Linked DNA regions of Oncorhynchus mykiss: region 1 is linked to region 2. The links are chromatin contacts, called in public Hi-C maps. All regions are on one chromosome and are shown on one strand. The core of a region is the stretch at or near the end of the contact, and the rest is flanking DNA. Distances in the headings are between cores, read along the strand shown.

Region 1 (6,064 bases), core at 1,308-3,807, 34 kb after region 2:
AGTCTATATTTGAGAAATTAAGGCATATATACATTTTTCAACCATGTTCCATCCTACAAATTAGAAACAAGCAAAGGCTTTGATTTCGGGTCACATATGGTTAAAGGGGTCTTAGAAGACATCTATCAGTATAATTTACTATATTGTACTGTACGTTTGTTATATACTGTACGTATGTTATACATGCTGTGCTGTGATGTCCAAACTTGTGAAACATAGATGGACCGGACCAACTAAATTGCTCTTGTTTTTAAATTGAACCTTTATTTGACTAGGCAAGTAAGTAAAGAACAAATTCTTATTTACAACGATGGCCTACCGGGGAACAGTGTGTTAACTGCCTTGTTCAGAGGCAGAATGATACATTTTTACCTTGTCGGCTCGGGGATTTGAACCAGCAACCTTTCGGTTAATGGCCCAACCACTAGGCTACCTGCCACCCCAGGTATCCTAATAATAATAGCCAGAGTGTAGAATTATACCTAAAAATGCAAAGGAGGATATTAAAATCTTCTACCTTTGTGTACCTATTAAGGACACATCCACATGAAGAGAATAATTATGCATTTCTGTATAGTACAGATTAGAGGTCGACCGATTATGATTTTAACACCGATACCGATTATTGCAAGACCAAAAAAGCCGATACCGATTAATCGGCCGATTAAAAAAAAAAATGTTTTTGTAATAATGACAATTACAACAATACTGGATGAACACTTATTCTAACTTAATATAATACATCAATAAAATCCATTTATGCTTGACGCACAACAAAGAGCTGCTGGCAAAACACACGAAAGTGCTGTTTGAATGAATGTTTACGCGCCTGCTTCTGCCTACCACCGCCCAGTCAGATACTTAGATGCTTGTATGCTCAGTCAGATTATATGCAACGCAGGACATGCTAGATAATATCTAGTAATATCATCAACCATGTGTAGTTAACTAGTGATTATGATGAGTTTAATGCTAGCTAGCACCTTACCTTGGCTTACTGCATTCGCGTAACAGGCAGTCTCCTTGTGGAGTGCAACGAGAGAGAGGCAGGTCGTTATTGCGTTGGACTAGTTAACTGTAAGGTTGCAAGATTGGATCCCCCGAGCTGCCAATGTGAAACTCTGTCGTTCCGCCCCTGAACGAGGCAGTTAACCCACCGTTCCTAGGCCGTCATTGAAAATAAGAATGTGTTCTTAACTGACTTGCCTAGTTAAATAAAGGTATAAATAAAAATAATAATAATCGGCGCCCAAAAATACAGTTTTCCGATTGTTATGAAACCTTGAAATCGGCCCTAATTAATCGGCCATTCCGATTAATCACTAATCACCGTGTGCTGAGGACAATAAAAGGACACTAAAATGTGCAGATGTCTCAAGTTTTGAGGGGGCATGCAATTGGCATGTTGACTGCAGGACTGTCCCAACATAATTTTATGTTAATTTCTCTACCATAAGCCACCTCCAACGTTGTTTTAGAGAATTTGGCAGTACATCCAACTGGTCTCACAATCGCAGACCGCGAGTAACGACACCAGCCCAGGACCTTCACATCCGGCTTTTTCAACTTCGGGATTGTCTGAGGAGGGGGATGGGGGATGCTGAGAAGTATTTCTGTCTGTAATAAAGCCCTTTTCTGGGGAAAAACTCATTCTGATTGGCTGGGCCTGGCTCCCCAGTGGGTGGTCCTATGCCCGCCCTCCTAGGCCCACCCATGGCTGCGTCCCTGCCCAGTCATGTGAAATCCATAGATTAGGGCCTGATTAATTTATTTAACTTGACGGATTTATTTAGATGAACTGTAACTCAGTAAACATTTAGAAATTGTTGCATGTTGTGTTTTATATTTTGTTCAGTATAATTATGTTTCCAGTTGTTGTGGGGGTGGCGGCCATGGGAGCAGCGTCTCACAGCTTTGATACAGATATGCCTTCCCTTCTAGCCAGACCCTGCTTGTTATCTAATTAGCCCAAAGAGAAGCAGTTTAGTGGGTTGGCATTGAGCTCTGCAGGCCACCCAGACTATCACACAAAGGCTTGGCTTAGCTAGAATGCTAGGGAAAATGGGACTTGTTCCAGCTTTGGTGTTTATGTTGTACTTTTTAAAATGTATAATACGTTATTGATCATGTTTAAATGTATTGCATTTTGGGTTTTATGATACTCTAAATCAAGCAATGGTTCTCATTCAATAACATGTGGTATGATTATGTATTCATGGAACGCCATAAGGGGAATGTGTCTCAGTGTGAGATTGATTCTCACACCAGCTCCAAATCATAGCACCATCTCTTTTTTTTGGAGGAAAATTAATGTGAACATTCACACTTAGCCAATATCGGGGGTTATTTCATTTGAGCGCTGCATGTCTGCTGTGCGGTGCAATAAAGCCAGAGAGTCCATGTGAAATAATATCCCAAGGTGAAAGACGTGTGTTATTCATGTTGGGTAACATTTTCGACCCAGCTGGCACAGGGCCCACTTGTAACAGTATTCTCTGTGTATTTTGCAACTGGTTCCTGCTGGTTGCTATGCTACCAAAGGGTGACTCTTGGGAGTGAGTTGAGCTCTGTGAGTGGTGTGGTATGGAGGTTAGAGAGGCCTGCATTTCTTACTGACTGGCTCTACTCTGTATCTGGTCTGGAAGGAAGCTTGTCCCTCTTGTCCAGTTCTACCCCTCAAGTCAGACTGAAAGCACAAAATATAACAATGGCCATGATTCAGCATTCTGAATGATAGGTTTAGGATCAAGTTCAAATGTATTGTTAATCTCCGAGGAAGTCTTAACTGTTTTAGTGGGGGTGTTTATGATGGATAACTGGCAGTTTTTGAAGAGGTACAGAGGTTCAAGTTTTTCAATCTTTGGTCAAATGTTGAATATGATTGGCGCTACCAATGTGAATAGGAAGCATTTTACAGTGTATGGTTGTCTACATGGTATTGACTGCATTATGTGTGGTATATCAAATATTTGTTGTCTGCTTTCCCTTCAGTTTGAGATTCAGCTCTACTCTTAACTATACATGGGCTTTGATACAAAATAATGTTTACTTGGTTGCACCTTCAGTTTCAGAATTTTCTCTCTCAATTACAAAAGTAAAGTCCCAGTCTCACCTTCGTATTTCCTTCCCTATTATGCACAATATAATGTGTACTGCCAATTCATTAATATATTGTTGGAAAATGATGAATCATCCCATTGTAGCGAAGCCCTCATTAGCCTGAAGGCTAGCTCATCAGTGGGAACAATAACTCAATTGCTGTGATTCTAAAGGCTTCTGTTTTTATGTTGTTTTTCTTCAGCTCCCAGTAGTTTTGAAAGAATGCCAAGTTGAACTGTTCACGTCGGCGCCAATAAAGTGTTATCTGAGAAAGAGAGAATGATGCGAAAGTCCCCCAACTTTACCAGTAATTATCCTTACGCCATGTGCTAAGCTCTCTACAGTTTACTAGATAACGGCAGTAGGCATTCAATGCCCTGTAATGCTTTATTAGGCTTCTATCCATCTAGATCAGTGGCCAGGTCACTAATGGAATTGGACGCCGCAGTCATGTCACAATAGAGAGATGGGGGAATACTTGGCCTGTGCAGTGGAGATGGATTCGCTGGCTAAGTGACCCGGTCATTGCCTTTCTCAGTGGGTCGAAAAGTGCAGCCAATGGGCAAATGGGGGCCCACACTAATGGAGGGAGTTAGTTGGGTTTTCCTTTGTGTGTGCGCTTCTAACCATGGACAGAGACACATTTATGTTCTTGCTTTATCTCTGTATGTGATGACAAGGTAGCTGTCAAGTCATTTGGTTATGATGATTGGGGACCTACCAAGAAAAACGGTAACCTACATTGTCCCACTCGTTGGGAAGCTTGTTGTCTTCTGAAATTATGTAGCTAGCTGTGTAATGAATCTAAAACTCAATGTCTTCCTCTCTCTCTTCCCTAGACTGAGTCCATCTTTACTACGTACAGTACCTCCTCCATCGAGGTGGGCTAAGATACAGTACCTCCTCCATCGAGGTGGGCTAAGATACAGTACCTCCTCCATCGAGGTGGGCTAAGATGAGTATAACCAGTGATGAAGTTAACTTCTTGGTCTACAGATATCTTCAGGAGTCAGGTATGTATGACTGCCAAACTTCCTGGAACACACTGTCTGTCTGTGCCTGTCTGCCTGTATGTCGGTGTCTGTCTCTCATGCCATTCATGCTAACCTGTATTTCACAGGTTGAATGAATTATTGAGTTCCTACTCTTTTGTTGGGGCTTTCTTTGAAGCCCGTCATTGGTGAAACGCATGATAGCTCTGGCATTTCAAAATATATCGCACTGAAAAAGTATACTTGGTACGGATAATTGACTCGCTCCGCTGTCTGCGTTCACTTGCATTTTTTTGATAGCATAACATTGACATAAAAAGTGTAGATATGTTTGTATAGGAGTAAGAGGTTTGTGTTGCAGGGTCTCTGGTGTTGTCATTGTACTGACTATGTTCTCTGTGTGTTCGTTTCCAGGTTTCTCCCACTCAGCGTTCACCTTTGGAATTGAGAGCCACATCAGCCAGTCCAACATCAATGGAACTCTAGTGCCCCCTGCTGCCCTCATCTCCATCCTGCAGAAAGGCCTCCAGTATGTGGAGGCAGAGATCAGCATCAATGAGGTGAGGCCAGCTGCTCCAGTCCAGGCTGCTGTCTAGTGCTGCCTTGGGACACATTCATTAGTGCACACCGTAGCAAAATGTTTTGCAACAGAACACAAAAATTTGTTTTTTTATTGTAAAAGTCCACATAGTTCCTCCCTGTTTCAATCTGTTTTCTATTGTTTGGTGCCTAGAGAATACAACCTTGGACTACCACTGTCAGAACAAACACACACTCTCCATATAAATCCATGGGGTTATATAAGACTGCCTTCACTAATATAGTGAAGTACAGTGAAGTAAATTGATCAAAATCATAAATTGTTAACAATACAAAAATAAATACAAAAATCAATACACTATTGTACTTGGTAAATTAAAACAAATTAAATCCCACCTTTAATGAAATATGGTGTAACCCTGGCATGTTTGGCAGGATGGCACAGTGTTTGATGGGCGGCCCATCGAGTCTCTGTCACTCATCGACGCGGTGATGCCGGACGTGGTACAGACGCGGCAGCAGGCCTTCCGCGACAAGCTAGCCCAGCAACAGGCGGCCGGCAGCATGGCAGTTGTTGCCGCTAGCAACCAACTTAATGCAACAAAGAACGGAGAGGCCACCGTGAACGGGGAGGAAAACGGAACACACACCATCTGTAAGAATTACTTCCTCTCTGACCCATTTAGCTGTTGCTAGCTGGTATTTTCGTGTCGTAACTTAGCAAATAATGTTTTCCTACATTATCTCGATACTTACTATGTGAGGCAGCTGAATCTCCATAAATCAGCAAACCCAAGCATGATCAACATCACATTGGTTTATTTGAGCACAATACTAGTACAGCTTTAAGTGTGTGTGTGTGTGTGTGTGTGGGGGGGGGGGGGGGTTACTTCAGAACAGTGTGGTTTTCACCAAATGTGAGGTCATTAGTGACATGGCATTGAGTGTTGGTGAATTTGACCCTGCCTGCATTTACCTTTTATTGTGCCTCCCTAACTGTTCAGATGCTTGTAGAGTTCAGCCAGTGAAACCAGAGAGGTGTGGGTCAGGTGACGCATTAGACTAGGGAGAAGCGGATTTTGTGGATGTTTGTCAGCCGATCCCACTGGAGTTAAAGTCTAATGTGTGGGTGAGTGGCAGAGCATCAGGAAAGACTATCTTACTGTAAATAATGATTACTTGTGCCATGGAAATTCAGTGCTGAGAGAGATTGGGTAATTTCTTCAAACAATCATCTTTATTTAATATTGATTTAATTATTGCAATAATTAAAGACACTAACAGGACAGACATTTCTTCCTATTAAGTATTAATTGCTAACTACTAATATCAAACAAATCAGGTAAATATGTCATTTTTCTTTCACACTTGTCTGAACAGACAGGGATGCTGCAGGCCCTTAGGATTGCGCTGCAGCCCCTTAGGATTGCGCT
Region 2 (5,689 bases), core at 1,045-3,544:
TGTCTTGGAGTCCTTATAAAGTATTACATTAATCCTAAGCATGAATGATTTCTGAGTTGAATTAAGAGGTCTGCAGTCTCAATCATGGTAGAGGTTGGAGGCAAGCCCCCGCCTAGCTGGGCCTGCTCTGTAATGAGATCTGTCAGAGGAAGCAGATCCACCTGTAGGTCGCAGCACGTTGAGCGCTGACTGGGCAGGCTCCAGTGTTATGGCAACAGTACATTAGAGCTTATCACATTTAGCCAAAGTGGGCCTCTGCGTTTAGCAGGAAGGTGACCTCACTGGGGATAGCATCAGTGGGCCAGTGTCCCCGCTATGAGGTGTGATGCTGGCATTTGGTGGCAAGGGTTAGGGCCATGGGCTAGAGCAGGGGGAGGCATGTTTTTCCAGCTGACCAGACCTCCCATTTCCACATGAAAGAGCCTGCTGAGAACACAATACATTTAACAGTACTCAGCGTATCAACAACAATTGGCTTCTATTCTTGGAGCTCCAAGCATGCTCAACCAGTCCCTTATCACGGAGCAAAAATGCACCTCTCTTTTATAAACACATCCTCCTAATTTCCTGCCCTCTGAACACAACAGAGGTTGAATACAACTTCTGGGGCTCAGCAGTCAATTATCAGACAATTAACCCATTATAATTGCAGGGGAGTTAATACATTTCATCTCAATCTCTAAGACTTTTCAGTCAAATAGTGATTGATTATAGGCCTCCATATTAAGAACATGGGCAGTGCTGAGAAGTTGTTGAAATTATCTTCATTTCATTTCGGTGAACTTCACTAGACTAAATGGTATAATAAAGAATCTGAAATAAAATATATCAATGCTTCCTAACATAAAACCAACTAATATAAAGAGAGAAGACAGGAGAGGGAGACAAAGCACTCAATGATAGTTAATAACAGTTGACGAGCTCTCCCAACATTGATTCCAAAACACACAGCAATCAGTAATTAAATAGAATAGAGAGTATAAGCCCAGCCTTCATCCTGCAAATGTTCTTAAGTAAAAACTAAAAACTGAGTGCAGATAGGAGGTGAAAGACAGTTGGGGGAAGAAAATGATCTTTTTACTGTGTCCTTGGAGAGAACAATGTGTCTAGTGGAGGGTGAAAAACAACTTCTGACACCACATACCAAATCACCCAATTACAAGGTTAATTCCACAGCAAATCACTTCTTCCAACTCAAATTCTAGAAGAGCATCGAAACATGCTTGGTGGTCATCTTCGGTATGCATAATCATATTGTGACCCATTTTCTGGGTTATTGTGGGTGCTAATTGTGAGGTAATTGAATATATGGGGTGAAAAATAAAACTGGCCCATTTTGATAGAGGGATATAAACAAATCAGATCAAACATCTAAGCACAACATTCTTAAGACTCAAAATCAAAAGCAGCCCTCATATTTCTTACTATGGAGAATTAATGAACCAGTTTGACAAAAAAGGTTTTCACATGCACAAAACAGCAAGGCTATAATGTCCTTCCACTATAATAATAATAATAATAATAATAAGTGCCCACAATACAGTATGTACACAATATGCATCAAATTTGCAGCTGTGGAAAGCAAAACCAATAGACTCCAAGTCCTATAGGGTCATCAGCTGCCACTGTTTTAGTCACTGTGTGACAAGTGAAGTCCAACAAAACTATCAGTAGGCTATTTTGTTTACATTTCAGAACCACTTAATTTATGCCTTGTTTCATTTGTAATGTGACAGACGCATTCATGTCCAATAGCCTATTCATCAACTCATCCATATGGGGTGACACACACACACACACACACACACACACACACACACACACACACACACACACACACACACACACACACACACACACACACACACACACACACACACACACACACACACACACACACACACACACACACACACACTCACACACACACACACTTTTTTTATTTTGAGGGGGACACATGAAGCGTAAAAGTTGGACAGACTGTGAGCAACACGCTCCTACCTGGGAGTGCTTGAAAAAAGCAGAGATGCGAGTGATATGCAGGCTGAGACATCTCGAGGCGCATCTTGCTCGGTAAATGCTAGTAGTGAAGAACGAGTCATCCTGCCTGGTCCTCGCAGCGAAGGTTCCATGGGTCGACAACACTGTAATCCATAGACACAGGGTCACACATACAGTTAAGCTCCTGGGCAACATTGTTCGACGACGGGTGCTGCTTTTTATGCGTTCACTGATCGGGCTACACTGCGTGTTGACTCGGCTGTAGAAACTAAAGAAACTTCAATTATACACTGGGGAGGAGTCAGAACCGCGTGCGCTTTGTGATTGGCGGATACCGTGGTGATTGGCAAATACTGCGAGTGCCTTGCAGCAGGTAGAGGTTATGGACTCACTATCAAGCATTTTCAAATATGAATTCTATTTGAGTAGATGGTTGAATGATTTTGTGCTGAAAATCAATTAAGACAATTGTTATGAATAACATTTATATTCAATGTCACCTCAAATGTATTGGAAATATATTGATTATTTGAACTGTCTCTACCTGCATGTACCAGTGGGTAACCTGTCAGGTGTGAAATGGGAAATGTGTTTTTTTTGCGTATCCCAACTCCCCCTGAAACACTCTCACAGAGTGGCCTCACAGTCAGGTACTCTATAAGAGTGATTGACAGTGACCCTGGAGCAATTAGGGTTAAGTGCCTTGTTCAAGGGCAGATCAACAGATTTTTCATCTTGTCAGCTCAGGGATTCAAGCTAGCAACCTTTTGGTGACTGGCCCAACACTCTAACCACTAGGCTACCTGCCACCTCATGACATTGTAATACTGCATGATAAACAGGGTAGCCTAGTTTATCAGGTCCACTTGGAAAACCTCTATCCTAGTGTGTGCAATGAGACGTTCAGCAGATCTTAATTATAGACAATCTCTCCAAAACATAAATGGCTCATACATAAGCAACACCATTTACAGGAAGCTCCACATTTCATGTGTGCAGCGGATTGCAGGAAGTATTCGACCTACTGCCACCTACTGATGACACAATACATCAGAAATACAGAATAGACAGGTCGTCTAAACCAAGCCCCCACATATGGCCCCTGGAAAGCCTGCCAACATATCAGGGAATCCCTTTCCACCAGTCTGTGCCTCAACGTTAAACAGTAGCTTGGAAAAACTATTCTACCTGGAAAAAATGTAAACCGCCCTAAAACAAATTCCTCAACATGGTCTCCCAAAATTTGGCATTGTTTCATAGCCCAGGGAATGGAGCAAATATGACATGTAGGAAAAGGTTGAAATCTTTGAAGAAGAAGAAAAACAACATCCATCTTTAATAAGGAAGTTCCCTAGGGGGTCTACTAGACATTCTTTCTCTGCTGTTCTCAGCTTATGGAGTACTTTGCCGTACACCATTACAGAAGTATTGTAATGAGCTTTTATAAGTGTTGCTCTTAAACAGTCTGCAGAATGGGATCCAAACGGAGACTAACACAATCATTAGATTTTGGCTCAGGTAGCCATGCAGCTCGCCCTAGGCTAGCGATGCTCTGTGCCAAGCACTTCAGCCCTTACCCCTCTCTCTCTCTCTCTAATGAAATGGGTCTGTTAATACAGCCATACAAATACATCCTGGAAAGCATGAGGCTGCCAGTGCCAAGGATAGGGATCACCCCCAAAATAATAGTTTCTGTTTCCAATAACAATGCAGTTTTTATCATTTACATATTCTATAGCCTCCTGTAGGTTATTAACCCTCTATACATGTCTGCTAGGGTATGATTTGTGATTATAGAAGAGATAAGGCTTTCTGATGCTGCTGCATGGTGTGTAAATACATCCCCGTGGCTGCAGAACCCCTATTTGAATGGGTGTCCATTTCCCTGGTGGTCCCAGAGTACAATGTAACTTGTGGTGAGAGATCCCTTGCCACTCTTAAAATATTTAAACACGGATGTCTGTGTACCTTAAAAATGGTGTAATGGCTTCATTTTCTGGCTTATTACAGCCATGTGTGGTAGGGGTTTTATGGTGTGTGGTGAAGGAAACACGGTGCCTGTGTGCGGTCCTAATGTCTCCTACAGCCTGTAGGACACGCATGCATCCCTCCTCTGACCGACTCCAGTGTTTCATTGACTGGGAAAAATCTGCCAATACTGAACTCAGGTCATAAAGCCAGAGTAGGAGCGGAGGTGTTTGTCTGGGCAGAGGTGGAACCTGATTTTTCAGCTACCCACGTCACTGTGTTAATTCGCTCCATTAATTACTGTGGGGGTCTCTACTGGCAACTGATGTTTACACACATAAATAAACCAGTGTGTACTTGGCTCAGAAGTCTGAATTCTCTATAATGAGCCATCTATAGGGTAACTACCTAGAAAGTATAAAGACACTGTTTTGTATTGTTGGATATAGAATTTGTATGATTGCCCTGTTGGCATTCTTCTCTAAAAGGAGATGGGTGAGAGCATAATGCTATCATTGCAATCATTGGTTAGAATCTTTGTGTGTTAATATATTCCAGGACAATGTCAACTGAAGCCCATTAACCAGAACTTCCTTTCTAAAATCCCCTAATCCCTGCATCACCTCTGAATGGCCTGACCCTAACCACCACACCCCATGACCTCTGTTCTGACCTCAACCTTTGACCTCAAGCTGTAGACCCATACACAAAATGGTGCCTTAACATAAACAAAATATCAATGATAAACCAAACACTGAGAATTGATGTGAAGTACCCTAATTTTCTAGTATCTTGGAGATGATTGAGTGTGACATGCCAGGTTGTTATGGGTACACTTCCTTGCCTGCAAAATATGTGGAAATAGTGGTGTTTCAGCCAGTTGAGGGCTTCTATATAGGAAACCCTCTGTCAAACTGTCAATCTCACTGAGCATGACTTCCAAGCTGCCGTAGTCTGGTATATTCCACTGGTTGCATGGTCTGCTTTTTCCCCCAGGTTACACAAATATGGGCTTTGACACATGATATGGAAAAAAAAGTTTTTGAATTGATAACAAACCAGCATCCGTTTTCACCCAGTATTGATGTTGTTGAGCGAAGAAGTGCTCAGCACCCATCTTTGATCCCAAAGGCTGCAGGTGTAGTCATTGTTACACACACCTGTGACTGCAGTGGTATGAAGATCAGAAGGGACAAGCATGTACAGGATCCTGACTGATGATCAAGAACAAGATAGCTTGAGTTATTTTAGTGAGGTATGGGCAGACTAAGTACATAAGCTGTAAAATACTCTAGTGTTCAAGCAGTAGCCTATCCAATGCATGAAACAAAAGCAGACAGATTGAAAGTTGCCTACCTCTATGTGTGTACCAATGACATTATCGATCAAATTAAATGAGGTCATTTCGTTTGTATAGGTTCTGATAGTGATTGTGATCATGTTGATCGTTGCTCTTGTTACTTATCCTGTAAAGTTCACATTTGATTATTTTATAACTAGCGTCTTTGGAGGAACAGAGTATGATTAACTGAAATACATCAAGGTATTAACAGTCCCATGGACCTCCTCACTTTGCCATCTGCCAGTGTTCTTCATTGAAGCCCATGTTTGGTCATACAGACTCTGTCAGTCAGTAGCCTGGTCAACACCAACAGTGGTATTATAGATGAGTATCTCTGAACCATAATGGCCTCTGCTACAACCATCACAAACACAATAT

Evidence for each region. Hi-C and Micro-C count contacts between places; a contact is called where the count stands out from the background.
Region 1: a contact with region 2 is called in a Hi-C map of liver, with 2.4 times the contacts expected there. The contact joins the enhancer-like site here to the promoter of LOC110501646 in region 2. A contact is called at or near these places in 3 of 3 Hi-C or Micro-C datasets (blood and liver).

Annotation. Positions count from the first base shown.
Region 1 is chr22:26,478,199-26,484,262 of USDA_OmykA_1.1, forward strand. LOC110501647 (F-box-like/WD repeat-containing protein TBL1X) reads left to right here. Exons shown (of 15, transcript XM_021579350.2): 2 at 3,939-4,112; 3 at 4,506-4,651; 4 at 5,067-5,286. The coding sequence starts at 4,055. Among protein-coding and RNA genes, the nearest start is that of LOC110501647, 16 kb to the left of the region's middle. Within about 2 kb of position 2,558, at least 5 of the 11 cell types and tissues checked have an H3K27ac peak or open chromatin away from gene starts, as enhancers often do. A contact at or near this core is called in liver, where this site is marked.
Region 2 is chr22:26,444,926-26,450,614 of USDA_OmykA_1.1, forward strand. LOC110501646 (anosmin-1) reads right to left here and starts at 2,295. Exons shown (of 14, transcript XM_021579348.2): 1 at 2,002-2,295. The coding sequence starts at 2,196.